2 separate regions of the Mus musculus genome follow, and region 1 is linked to region 2. A link is a contact called in public Hi-C data. All regions are on one chromosome and are shown on one strand. The core of a region is the stretch at or near the end of the contact, and the rest is flanking DNA. Distances in the headings are between cores, read along the strand shown. Region 1 has its middle 41 kb from the start of 4930449C09Rik. Region 2 overlaps Pvt1 (Pvt1 oncogene).

Evidence for each region. A called contact is a pair of places that touch in the nucleus more often than the background predicts.
Region 1: a Hi-C map of bone marrow-derived macrophages shows a contact between it and region 2, with 17 read pairs. The contact joins two enhancer-like sites. A contact is called at or near these places in 1 of 484 Hi-C or Micro-C datasets (bone marrow-derived macrophages) and 2 of 115 datasets of contacts at active chromatin or transcription factors (cardiomyocytes and oligodendrocyte precursor cells).

Annotation. Positions count from the first base shown.
Region 1 is chr15:63,674,274-63,681,117 of GRCm38.p6, reverse strand. No RefSeq gene overlaps it. Among named protein-coding and RNA genes, the nearest start is that of 4930449C09Rik, 41 kb to the left of the region's middle. Within about 2 kb of position 1,972, at least 29 of the 459 cell types and tissues checked have an H3K27ac peak or open chromatin away from gene starts, as enhancers often do. A contact at or near this core is called in bone marrow-derived macrophages, where this site is marked.
Region 2 is chr15:62,259,933-62,266,706 of GRCm38.p6, reverse strand. It overlaps Pvt1 (Pvt1 oncogene), which reads right to left. Exons shown (of 5, transcript NR_132747.1): 5 at 6,492-6,774. Among named protein-coding and RNA genes, the nearest start is that of Pvt1, 230 kb to the right of the region's middle. Within about 2 kb of position 5,011, at least 79 of the 459 cell types and tissues checked have an H3K27ac peak or open chromatin away from gene starts, as enhancers often do. A contact at or near this core is called in bone marrow-derived macrophages, where this site is marked.

The DNA.
Region 1 (6,844 bases), core at 723-3,222, 1.4 Mb before region 2:
ACACAGAGAATACTGTAATTGTATCAGCTGAGTTTTTCTGTAGTCAAGAAAGTTTTATTTAGATGTCCAGTGTGCCTCATCCAAAGTTATCAGGGAGGGTCCTCTTGGCTGGGTAGTGGATACGTTTATTCTCTTTTCCTTATGAAAAAAAAAGTCATTAAGAAGAATGTTATTTTCTTTCTTTCTTTTTTTCTAACCAGTGAAAAAGACATCAAAGTGCAGTGTTTGACAAGAGGGCCTGTTGGTTCCATTCAGGGGCACATTATGAATTGTTCATTTTTGACGGGGGGGGGGGGGGAACAATTCATTACATTTTGTTTATGTGGCACCTCCTGAGGGGCTGTTTCTAAGTGGTTTACAAAAGTCTTGTTCTCATTGGGACACACTTGTCCTCTAGGGTTCCCAGGGATGGAAGATCTTGTGTGCAAATAAAATAAACTCAGCCTGAAGGCCAGTAATTTAGATTAATAAAGAGCTATGTTTATATAACTGTGTTAACAGAATTCTACATGGCAAGTCAAATCCAATTTTCTCAGGCTATACAACCATTTCTAAACAGGACTTGGCCAAGAATGTCTAGTTTGTGAGTGCACAAAACAAGGAGCAAAGATTTTTCATAGTCTTTAGGCCCCTGAGATTCTATTTTTGTGGCTCTAGTTTCTCAGGAGATCATGGTACAACTGAAGCAGCTTGAGTAAGGCGATTCTGTATGTGTAAGAATCTATTCATGTCCCTGGACACATCTGTGCTGGTTAATTTTATGTTAGCTTGATATAAGCTACAGTCATTTGGGATCCTCCATTGAAAAAAATAAATGCCCCTAGTAGATTGGCTTGTGGTAGATTTTCTTGATTGGTGATTGACATGGGAGGGCCCAGTGCCCTGCCCCCATACCCCATTACTATACAAGAAAGCAGGCTGAGCTTGCCCTGGGAAGCAAGCCAGTTCTCCTTTAAGCTTCTGCTTCAGTCTCTGCCTCCAGGCTCCTGCCCTGATTTTCCTCAGCTTTAAACTCTAACGTGGATCTGTAAATGAAATGAGCAAGCCCTTTCCTCCCTATGTTGTTTTTGTTCATGGTGTTTTATCATAAAAATAGAAAACCTAGCTAAGACAATGCCCTTCATCCTCCTGTCTTCCCATCATCCATCCATTCATGCATCCATTAAAAGACATCTCCTGGCCAGCATGGGACTGACCTAGGCCCTCTGCATATATGGTAAGATTGTATAGCTTCATCTTCTTGTGGGACACCTAACAGTGGGAGCAGGGGCTGTCTCTGATTCTTTTGCCTGCTTTTGGGACCCTTTCCTTCTTACTGGTTGCTTTGTTCAGCCTTGACGGAAAACTGTGGTTGGGATGTAAAAAAATAACAACAACATCTCCTGGCACATGACAACACTAGAATTCTAGCTCTTTTGTTTCTGACTTCTCCAGTAAGAGAACCAAGTAAGAAGGGGGAAAACAAAAACAAAAACAAAAACAAAAAATCCAACAACCCAGAAGTTCAGAGATGCCTATGTTGAAAATGCCCCGGAGCTTTTATGTTCATACTCCCAATAAACATGCAAGATGAATGCCATTTGATTCTGTCCTCTTTTTGTTGTAAAAGCACAGAGGTCTGGAACAGCTGTATCTTTGCACAGCTGTACAACTTGCTCAAAGGAACAGAAATGCACATCTATGGGCTATGTAGTATGCACTAGGTATGGCCTTCATGTTCACAATCTTACTGCACTGGGCACAACACTGAACAGAAATTTGTGTGTTTACATGTGTGTGTTTATGTGTGTGTGTGTGTGTGTGTGTGTGTGTGTGTGTGTGTGTGTGTGTGTATTTGATACAAATAAATGAGAAACAAGGGTACTGAGAAGTTATGGACTTGTTTACGTCATGGGTAGGAAGTGAAGCCTCTGGTCTTCCTATGGCCTCATGCTGTCTCCCCAGAGAACACACAGGGTCAAAGCTGTCACCTACTGCTAACCCTGACTCAGTGAGAGGCATCCTGGCTTTCTTCCCCTTTTCTTTCAAAGTTTCAATGAGAAGGGTCAGAAAGGAAAACCACAGCAGCAACATAAATAGCAGAGGAAGGACGAGGGTCGGAGAAGGGTCTTGGGAGTAAATGGTGGTTTGAAGATAACGTTTTGGACCAGGGCTGGGAACCTGGAAAACACAGACCTCCAAAAGACCGCCTTTTTCCGTTGACATTTCTGGAATGGTTGTGGGCCAGCTTTTCTTTCTTCTCTCAGCCCTGTCTCAGCAATGGCAGAGTCTTGTCATCTTTTGAGAGCTCTTCATGGACTCTCTGGGAGACGGTTCTCTGTCTGTTGGCCCTGACGCTTGTTCTCATTATTTCCAGCCCTTTCTGGATACACACTGCACTTGTGTGTGACCACCATCTTATTATAAGTGATCCCAGATCTAGACCTCCAGCCCATGTCTGCCCTGGCACACCATCTGTCTCACTCATGAAGGTGCCCAGTACCACTATCTCCAGGGAAGCCCCTCTCCTCCCACATTCCTAACTTCAGATAACAGAGACACTCCAAACAAGGTGTCTTTTTCTTCTTCTTCTTCTCCTTATTTACATTTCATACGTTTTCCCCTTTCCAGGACTCCCCTTCAGAAACCCCCTATCCTATCCCTTCTCCCCACTCACCAAAGCAGTTGATTGTCTTATCTCATGGTCTCTTGTTTCTGAGTGCCTGAGTACCTAATTAGTCTACGTGCTGGTTTAAAAGCAGAAAAATGAGGTATTAACCCTCATCTGCCTCCCAGCCCACAATATTATGTTGTGTGTGTTTGTGAGTTAGGCATCAGGCATTGAAGAGAATGCTCCCCCCCAATTTTTCTAATTGGATATTTTATTTATTTACATTTCTTTTTTTTAATTAGGTATTTTCCTCATTTACATTTCCAATGCTATCCCAAAAGCCCCCCATACCCTCCACCCCACTCCCCTACCTACCCATTCCCACTTTTTGTCCCTGGCATTCCCCTGTACTGGAGCATATAAAGTTTGCAAGTCCAATGGGCCTCTCTTTCCAGTGATGGCCTACTAGGCCATCTTTTGATATATATGCAGCTAGAGTCAAGAGCTCTGGGGTACTGGTTAGTTCATAATGTTGTTCCACCTATAGGGTTGCAGATCCCTTTAGCTCCTTGGGTATTTTCTCTAGCTCCTCCATTGGGGACCCTGTGATCCATCCAATAGCTAACTGTGAGCATCCACTTCTGTGTTTGCTAGGCCCCGGTGTAGTCTCACTAGAGACAGCTATATCAGGGTCCTTTCAGCAAAATCTTACTAGTGTATGCAATGGTGTCAGCGTTTGGAGGCTGATTATGGGATGGATCCCTGGATATGGCAGTCTCTAGATGGTCCATACATTTGTCTCAGCTCCAAACTTCGTCTCTGTAACTTATTTACATTTCAAATGTTATCCCCTTTCCCTGTTTCTGCTCTGGAAACTTCCTATCCCATCCGTTCTCCCCTTGCTTCTATGAGGGTGCTCACCCACCTTCCCACCCACTTCTACTTCCCTGCCCTGCCAATCCCCTACTCTGGGGCATGGAGACTTCCCAGGACCAAGGGTCTCTCCTCCCATTGATGTCTGACAAGGCCATCCTCTGCTACATATGCAGCTGGAGCCATGGGTCCCTCCATGTGTACTCTTTGCTTGGTGGTTTAGTTCCTGGGAGCTCTGGGGGTCTGGTTGGTTGATACTGTTGTTCTTCCTATGGTTGAAAACCCCTTCAGTTCCTTCAGTCCTTTCTCTAACTCCTCCATTGGAGACCCCATGCTTAGTCCAATGGTTGGCTGCAAGCATCCACCTCTGTATTTGCCAGGCTCCAAAGAGCCTCTCAGAAGACAGCTAAATCAGGCTCCTGTTAGCAAGTACTTCTTGGCATTGGCAATAGTGTCTGGGTTTAGTGTCTGTCGATGGGATGGAGCCCCAGGTGGGGCAGTCAAAGAGAATGCTCTAATACTGTGGAATTGGTGTTCTGATAGAGGTGGAGTTGGGGTACTTGGAAGAAGTGTGAGTGGTGATTGGCATGCTTCCCAGAGGAGACAGATCAATCACTTTCTCCCATATTCCCTTAAACCCTATCTTCTGATGACCTCTTCTTTGTGCTCGGGGGACTCTCGCCACCCTCTACTCCATGTGAATTTTATCATCTCTTATGTCCTCCCATTTCAATTCAAATACTTCTTTGAAACCTATCCCACTGGCTTCAGGAAAAAACATTTGCCCGGGCATGTTTCTACTTACAAAATGCTGATTTTTCAACCATAGCTTAGCATCTCTTTGCCTACTGATGGTGGTGGAGAAAGCAGTTACTGGCATGGGTTGGTTCGTGGTGGAAGAACTTATAGTAACAGCTTGTCCTATGCCACTGACTGGGATGCTAAGACCTCAGGCGGAAACCAGGTTTGGGCTATAACTCTAAAGGCCTGCCTTCTACAGTCTACATCTATTAGCTAGGGCCTATATTCTAAAGGCTTCATCACCTCTCCAGACCAGTGAAGGCCCAAGTAATGACGGTATCTTACATTCAAATAGCACAGCAATTCTCAACCTATGGGTTACAACCCCCACAGGGGTCACATATCAGACAACCTACATATTAGATATTTACATTACAGTTCATAACATTAGCAAAATTACTGTTGTGAAGTAGCAATGAAAATGGTTGGGGTGGGGGTCACCACAACATAAGGACATGAGGAACTGTATTAAAAGGTCACAGCATTAGGAAGGTTGAGAACCACTGTGTTAACACGACTCATGCCTGGTGCACTTCCAATGAACCATATACAATGCTATTCTGTGCTGTTGTACATTTATGCTATTTTTACTGTTGACATAAAGATGGAGGGTCTATAGCCAAGAGGTTATCAAAGCCACCTAAGATGATGTGTGGATAGCTGGAGTTTGGAAAGGGCTTCATCCTTCATCGAATGCCCCAGTGTTTTCGGGACACTGTTCATTTTCATGTTTGTTAAAAGCTGAAACATGTATCCGGGTAAAGATCCAAACATTACATCATCTAAAATCACCCAGTGACATTTCATTCCAAATCTTCAGAACCCTTTGACTGTCCTAGTAAAGGGAATCTCAAGCCTACTAAACACAAGTGTGCTGTTCTATATTTTTGCATGTTTACAGAAACAGATTCCTGAGGAACAAGGCCGAGCCTTCAGCTGTCTCTGATAGGACAGTGTGTTGGTTTGGATGACACTAATCCGTTAGTGTCCAGGGGCTGTCAGCTCCCCCACAGGCTCTATCTGTCTGTAGCCACCATCAATAAAACCCTTTAAGCAAATCTGTACATTTGGGGGCAGGCTGGCGAGGCACGTGCCCTGGAGCACCCCTGTCCCAATAATCAAACTCTTGTAAGCTCCGATGAATGAAAGTCTTTCTCTGGGGACCAGTATATGTTTGTTTGTTGGCACGGTCCTAATGACTTAAAGAAAATGCCGGAAACCAGCCCCGCACTCTTTTCTGAAAGGAACATTGGCCCTTTGTTCAAGCCATGTATTTGCAGAGCGGCTTCTGAGTTAAGTCCTTGGAATTCCTCATGGTTTATGTGTCTTTGTAAGCTCCCGGTATTGAAGAAGCAAGGGCTTTCTTTTGCTTTTTTTTTTTTTTCCTCCCCCCACCTCCCCAATGAATTCAACATTGTATTGAACACACCCTGACTCAATTTTGATAAAACCAACAACTTACAAAGCCAACTTGGGTGGAAAAATGTAGAAACACGAGTAGAATTTGATATCGTTGTAGGCTGTTTGGCTTTAAAAAGGTTAAGAATGTGGTTATTTAGTCTGCAGTTTAATTCCCAACAGTTTTTCTTACGTTCTTTTTGTTCAGGAACAGTATCGTGGTTGTTACAGTAACTTCCATGCCACTGAGAAGTAGCATGCTTAGAAAATATTTTCCATGGCACCTACAGACGGTCTGGTCTACATTCTGATTCTTTCCCCCTGTGTAAGCCCAATGGCCAAAGTTGAGGGTGGCTTAGAAAGGTGGGGCTTATGAAGAATGGTCTGGCCTTTCCAACCTGCCTCTCCCCTTGTCTCTCTGAATCCCCTTTCTTCCCCTGCACATAGTGTGAACCATAAGGCAATTTGTCCTGTGTGATTGTGCTGAGTGTTCAGTAAGGTGTATTGCCAGCAGAATCCCAATCCAGGTACTTCACAACCATCTGTTCCCTCTTTCCTCTGCCTTTAGGTCCTGGATAGGTAAGCACCCAGGATGGCTAAGAGGTGGACACATGAATTTAATTGTTTGTTAAGGCTGGTGTATAATAAAGCATCACATCCCACGTGGCTTAGGCAACTGACATTTCTAATTCTGCAGACTAGAAATCCAAGACCAAGGTATTGGCAAGGCTTTTGCCGTCACTGTTTTTGCATATATATAATGTCTGTATTTATTTGTATGTATATGCCTGCTCATCTGTATATGCACTATGTGCCTGCAGGTGCCCGTACTGGCCAGGAGAGGGCACCAGAACCTCTGGAACTGAAGTTAACCGTTGGTTACCAGCTGACTGACACAGGTCCTGGGAACCCAACCCTAACACTCTGCAAGAACAGAGATTCTTCTTGACCACTGAGCCTCTTGTTTAGTCCCTTTGTCACCTTTTTATACGTAGCCTGTCTCTGGCTTACAAATAACCCCCTGTCCTCCCTCTGGGTATGTCTTGAATGACTTTTTAATGATAGCACTTGGTATAATAGATTGAGGAGCATCCTACTGATTGACTTTTAGTTTAGTTACCTTGTTAAAGATCTTCTCTAGAGACACTCACATTCTGGAGTCCTGGGAAAAGGACCGAGGCA
Region 2 (6,774 bases), core at 3,762-6,261:
GTTGAAAGTAAGAAAACCAAAGCAGTGGGAAGGAAGTGGCTAGCCCAATACTCCTCAAGCACAGCTTGGGGACCGGACAACCCCGAGAAGAGGGAAATGGTGAAGTCTTGTTGAACAGATGTCAAAATTGCCATGTTTATAAATCAACTTGCCCAAACCTTCCTGGCCAGCAAAGGGACAGCCATCATTTCTTGCTTGGTCTAAGACCTAACAATGATGCCCTTTTCAAACATCTGAGTTACAAGTTTAAAAACAAAAAACAAAAGAAACAAACAAAAAACCCCCAAAACCTACTGTCTTTAGAATTTGACAGAACTTCGTTTAAAAATGTCTCCATCACTAACTGGCTATGTGGCCATAAGTAAACTAATTTCCCTAAGATACTATTTCTTCACCAGCAAAGGAGCATTAGTGAGATCACCAAAGTTTCTGGACTTTACAATAGAAGTTCCAGAGCAGGAACATACTTCATAGACAAGCTGGCACACAGTAGGTGTTCGCCCAAGGCATTTGAACGCATCGGCAGCCGAGTCAGATAGGTAGATAGCACTTGGGCAAGGTCCTGTCTGCAGGAGGATGTATACATCTCTGCCTAAAGCTCATGGAAGAAAACCAACCAAATGTGGGGAAGTCTGAGATGGGTCACTTCCCACTGTGACCCCGGAAAGCAGGCTAGGAGGTCCGAGATGGGAGGCAAAGAAGGGAAGTTGAGGAGGAAGAGTAAGTATGAGAGAATTTCCATTTCTGGAGGTTTTAATCTTGGTTTTTTTTTTTTTGTTTGTTTTTTTTTTTCTATTTAAAGGCTTGCTCTCTGATTAATGAACCCCATTTCGGGTCCCTGTTCTTAGTAGGAACCCATATCCAGTAAGAACCAACTTGCTTGGAAAGTCCACTGGGGTACTATGGCTCTGGCCTGGGCTCACAGATTGAGTGCCTTAATTTGAATAAAAGCGCTAGAGGATTTCCAGGGGAAACACCAGGGCAGCCTTCTAACTGCTGCTGATCTTGTGACACACAGAGAGTCCAGAAGGTTCTTCTTGGATGACTTTACTCAGCAGATACGTGCTGGTGTCCCACCCCTGCTAGGCTTGGGCTCTGCCAGGGAACCATCCTGGACATCTCCCCAGCCACAACCCAGGAGGGGCCGTAGATACAGGGATCAAAGGTTATGCCTCTGAACTAGTAAGGGCTCTTAAAGAATGAACCCTTCCAGGGACTGCAGGATGACTAGGGGACACTTGATTGGGAGCATGTAGTGTCTTGTGACTGCTATCACAAAGTGCTGACATCTGGGTGACTTTAGACAACAGAGATGAATTATGAAAACAATGAGTGAGCAGAGTCCTGTTCTTCCTGACTCCACAGGGAACACCTCTTCCTCATACCTGCTAGATCCTGCAGTCCATGGCTTGTGGAAGCACCAGTTACGTTCCTGCCTCCCACTGCCTGTAACCTTCTTGCCATATGTATTCTTCAGTGTAACCCTAGCTGAACTTAGCATCTACAAAGGTCACATTCACAGGTTCTGAAGGTTAGGATTTGACCTTACCTTCAGGAGTGTAACAGTTAATCATTATTATCTTGGCTGCATTTACAGTCCCTGAGAGGCTGACCACATTCTGGGATTGTCTAAGGGTCACAGAAAATTAAGCAAAGGGGAAGACTCCAATCTAAGGGGGATGTTGCTAGAAGACCAAACTTTTACCTTTCCCCACATCTCATCTCCATGTTTTAGGCTGTTCTCCTCCACCTGCCCTTTAATGATAGGCTAACCCTTCCGACACCATACACTGAAATAAATTCTTTCTCTTTTAAGTTTCTGTCAAGGTTTAGTAACAAAAGCTATCTCAGACAGGAAATCAGTTCCACACATTACACACAGAGCAACAGAGTGGCATAGGCAGTGGCAAAGCCCAAGCCAGGCAGGAAGAAGCCAGCCTGTCCCAAGCTGGGCAGGAAGGGAGTCCCGTGGGCAGCACACTGATCATGTTGTACCAGGAGAGGGAGGAGAGAATGACAAAGGAACTGACCAGCTCTTCCTCCTCTGATAAAGGCGATCATTGGTCCTAGCTCATACTGGTGTTTGTCCCAGAGAGGTAGCTGTCTTGACAGGGAGTCTTATACCAGGTTCTTCCACACTTTAAAACAGCACCCCACTTGTGACTGACCTGACACTCTATGGCTTTCAGATGGGAGAAAATTGTTCTTAGCAGTAAAATGGAGACTGAGGAGAAAGTATCCCTGTGACATCCTGGCAAACATCAGAAGAGAATAGGGAGCATCCTTCTGTCAAAAAAAAAAAAAAAAAAAAAAGGAAGTAGGGTATCTTGGGGTCCAGGAGCAAAGGGTTATGTCAGATATTAATGTTTCTCTTCTGGGCAGGCTTCTTCTGATCTAAGGCTACCCGATATTCATTCCCAAATAGCTATGTAGAGCATCTCTTATGTGCACTTCTTCCTGACAGACAAGCCAAATCTCTGTTTCCTAGAGATTATTATACCATGGGCAAAGAAATGGGCAGAGTAGCTGAAACATGTGAGGCACTTGAAAAAGCACCAAGCTCACTAGAGGACAGTAAAGCTATCCAGAGGACTCACGGGCATCATCAGATGCTGGGAAGTCTGAATGTTATCATGGGGATATTGTTATCTGGCCCAGAGGAGGAACTGAGCAATGAAAAGAAAGAGGAGTCATCATTTACAAAGAACCTGGGACAGAATTCTACCCTGAACTGCAGTTAGAGGGGAGAGAGAGCAGGATGACATTAGGAGATGGTAAGCCAGAGTCCAGGGTGTTATGATTATTTAAGCCCCATCTTTGTAAAATGTGAGAAACTTAGGGCTTGAGAAGCTGTTGGGGTCTTGTAGTAGGACTTCCATTTTCGAAGGTTGCCTAGCTTTGCCTTAAGAATAACTATTGAAAGGTAAAGCAGAAACAGGAACAAGAATCCAATGGCTGTGTTAATAATCTAGGCAAGGGGAATGTGGCTGGACCATGGTAGGAACAGGGGGGAAAATGTGAAACTGTCATTTTGGATATGTCCTGCTCATAGATTGGACATGTAAGAGGACAGTCCAAGAAGGGCTTATTCCAAACTCTAATAGGGACTGAAAAATGCAGGATCAGGAAACTGCAAGAGAGGAAATGGAGAAGACCTTCAGTATCTGAGGCCATAAGACACTGAGCAGAAGCACGGAAGAAGCAATTGGGGGACATTTGACAGAAGTCAGGCCTGACAAAGGAATGTTCCAAGTACTTGACTGCAGATAGGAGAGGGCAAACAAGGATCAAAGCTATGGATAGGAACAATCTGGAAGACAGACAAGGATTTGGGTCACAAGAAGTCAGTTTTCTTCCCATAGTGCTCCAACTGGGATTTTAGGTAGGTTGTCTCCCTGTTCTGATCCCTAGACTCCTCTAGGACTCAAAATAACAGCTCACAGCTTACCATCTCCAATCTCTGAATTCTAGTATCAGCTTCACTAACTTTAAGTTCCTGATGTTGCTGGCTAGGAAGAGTACTGTAAAGACAGGCCATGCCTTGGAACTCTTTCTAGAACACAATGCTCTTCTCTGTAGATTATCTCATTTTTCTCTGCCACATTGCACCAAAGCCCTTGGATTTCTGGGCTTCCACTCTTCTAAGCAAACCTTTGTTTGAGTGTTCCCAGTCCCAAGGCACACACACTGACCCTGCTCCAGTCCCTTCTTTAGACCATTCTCCACTCAGAAGCCACAGTGATTTTAAAATAAAAGCCTGGTGTCTCTCAAACCTGTGGGCCCACCTCCCCTTTCCCTGCATTGCCAGCTCCTTCAAACCTTGGCTTGACTATCCTGTCCCCAGAAAGAGACTCAGTTGAAGCCCATGCCAAGTGGATGTGTTCTGCTTTAATTCTCTTTCCCTTCATTGCTTATCTTTGTTCTTCTTAAACCCAAGTTAGTTATCTCCTTATGTTTCATCTGAAATTTGACTCGGATCTGTGTCCGCCACTGGCCACATGCTCAGCCGAGCAGAGCCTCATCCATCTTGTGTCATCGTGTCGATCACCAGAACCAAGCTGGTGGTGAACCAAGAGCAGGTGTCCAGGTGCTATTTAAATAAATGCACATTTGCATAAATATGTAAAATATTTAACAAGACTTTTTAAAGAAAGAGGAAAGGAAAAAGGAAGGAAGAAGAAAGAGAGGGAAGGAAAGGAGAAGGGAGAGGAAGAAGAAAATAAAGACAAAAGTTTAAAAGGAGGGAGGAAAGGGTAGGGAGGTGAGGGGGAAATGAGGAAAGAAGGAAGAAGGGAAGCAAGGAGAAAAAAGTAGAAAAGAAAGGAGGCTAATTTTGCTTATTTGAATATTCTTTAGTGATTATATGTCACTCTTTTTTTATTGGTTATTTTATGTATTTACATTTCAATTTTTATCCCCTCCCCAGCTTCCCCTCTGCAAACCTCCTATCTCATTCCCCCATCTCCCCTGCTTCTATGAGGGTGATCCCCCCACCCACCCACCCACTCCTGCCTCACTACCTTAGCATTCCCCTACGCTGGGGCATCGAACCTTTACAGGACTAAGGACCTCCCCTCCCATTGATGCTCTATGTCACTCTTGAAAAAAGAAAAAAAAAAAGACTGACATTCTGTTTCTGTGTATAGAGAAAACTGAAGGAGGCTTCAAGGTCAGTCGAGGTGACTATCAAAGGGGAAAGCGTTGAGTAAAGAAGGCTTCCAGCAGAGGAAGGCCTGGAAAAAGGTGGTCCCTGCAGGCTGGGAGGACATTTCTTCTGCTATGTGTTCACAGTGACCTGGACAGTATCCCAAGAGCCACCCCTTTCAGAGAGAGAATGACAACATTCTGCCAGGATTCTTGAGAAGATTTGCTTGGCGGTCTCTGAAAGAGGTCTCTTGGATTCTATTTCCTTCATTCCAAAGTGTCCCTGGAAGCTCTCTGCCTCAGAAGACCCAGGAGGAGCATGTGGCTCTGTGTCACCATGTGTTACCATATTTGGATGATCAGAGGGAGAGGGCCTGGGAGGACAGCCAAACTGCTCTTTTCTGGGTGGCCCTAAGTGAGTCACTTTACCTCAGAACTCTAGCTGCATGTAAACTGGAGTTCTGATTCTCTCTCCCCGTATACCTCTAAGAGGGCAAGGGTAAAGATATTGCTTTCTAGAAAGCAGCCACTCACAAACACCAGCAATACAAGTTCTGCGGGACTAGAATCAAGTGCAGGAGTTCATGCCTGTGCTAGGAGTAAAAACAAAACAAAACAACAGTGTTCTTGCTCACAGGTCCAGGACCTCTGAAGTTCCATGGCCAGGGCAGAAGCACAAGGGATCCTACTCTCAAGGACCTCTCATTGGAAGCTATTAGCCTACCGGCAAAAGTGTTCTCAGAGTAAGCCACCCTCTACACACTCAGAAACAGTTCTAGATCATTTACAATGGACCACAAATGAGACAGAGAAAGCTCACTGATCACCTGAAAATCTTGACTGGCCAACCAAGCTAAGCCTTGAGCTTGGCTCCTTCCCTGAGTCTCAGATATGGGGTTCTCAGTGAGTTCTGTAGGCTATAGATATCCCTGTGTAGTCTTGTGCTAGAGGTGGAGGAACTTGAGAGCTTATTATTCTCTGGATGGGGGAAAAAAGAAAAAGAAAATTGTCTAATAGCTATATTATGCTGTGACTCTGACCCATAGGATTGCTTGGCTAGCAACAGGACAAGCAGCCTCCAGGACCAGATCTCAAGGTACTTCACAGATGCTTCTTAGCCTAGGAAGATGTCCCTCACTAGGCCAGAAACAAGGTCCTACCTAATTAGCTCTCAGTGGTGGCTGTTGACCATTATAGAGATTAAGAGCACATAGCAGAGATCTTTTTAAACGTCTCACATCTAAACTATAGTAAAGATTCTAAATGTTATCTAACAACTCTGTTGTGCTCTGAGCAATAGACATCTCATGCTTCAGCCACCATGAGAACCAGATTAGTGGACATTGTTGTGGCCATTTTAATGATGGGGGAGTTGACTCCAAGAAGACCAAGGTGCCATTTGGGATGCTGGAAAAGAAGAGCACTCTGTATATTCTCTATTCTCTCCTGGACTCTGTCCTGGACTTCCTAGCATCCCAGCCTTTGAATCTATGAAGTAGACTCTACTGTGTTATGTCCATTTTAGTTCCCTGGCCCTCTTATAGGGCATAAGGTCAGTCCCTAAAGAAAAGGCCAGCAGTTAACAGGTGGGTTCAGTTTCTCTTTAGACAGAAATGAAAGTAACACCTTACAAGGGAGAACAGGGCCAGGACAGAGTTAAAAGGACAAAATAAAGTGACGATGAAACTCTAACTATCATAGAGAAAGCAAGCAAAATATGGACCTCAAGGTGACCAGCTCACTTCTGATTTCTGACTTATAATTGCCCCAAGCACCTGCGCAAGAAAAAACAAAATCCATGATCACTGTCAGACAAGGTGGCCTTGATATGTAAAACAGGAGCCCAATTTTTGTAACCAAGTGCCACATAGTTTTTATTTTAGGCTTCACGGCCATATCTCTCTCATGACTATTAAATTTACCAGTGCGGGAGCAAAGAAGCTCGACGACATCATATAAAACCGTGAACACCGCCATGTTCCAATAAAACTTTAATGCAAGCAGGAGGAGTTGTAATTAGTCAGATCCTGGTTTAGAACGGGCACAGGCAACTATCCAAGAAGATTGTGCCAGGAACTCCAAAGACTCTACTATCTCTTCCAAAACAAGTGTTTACCAGTCAATCGCCAG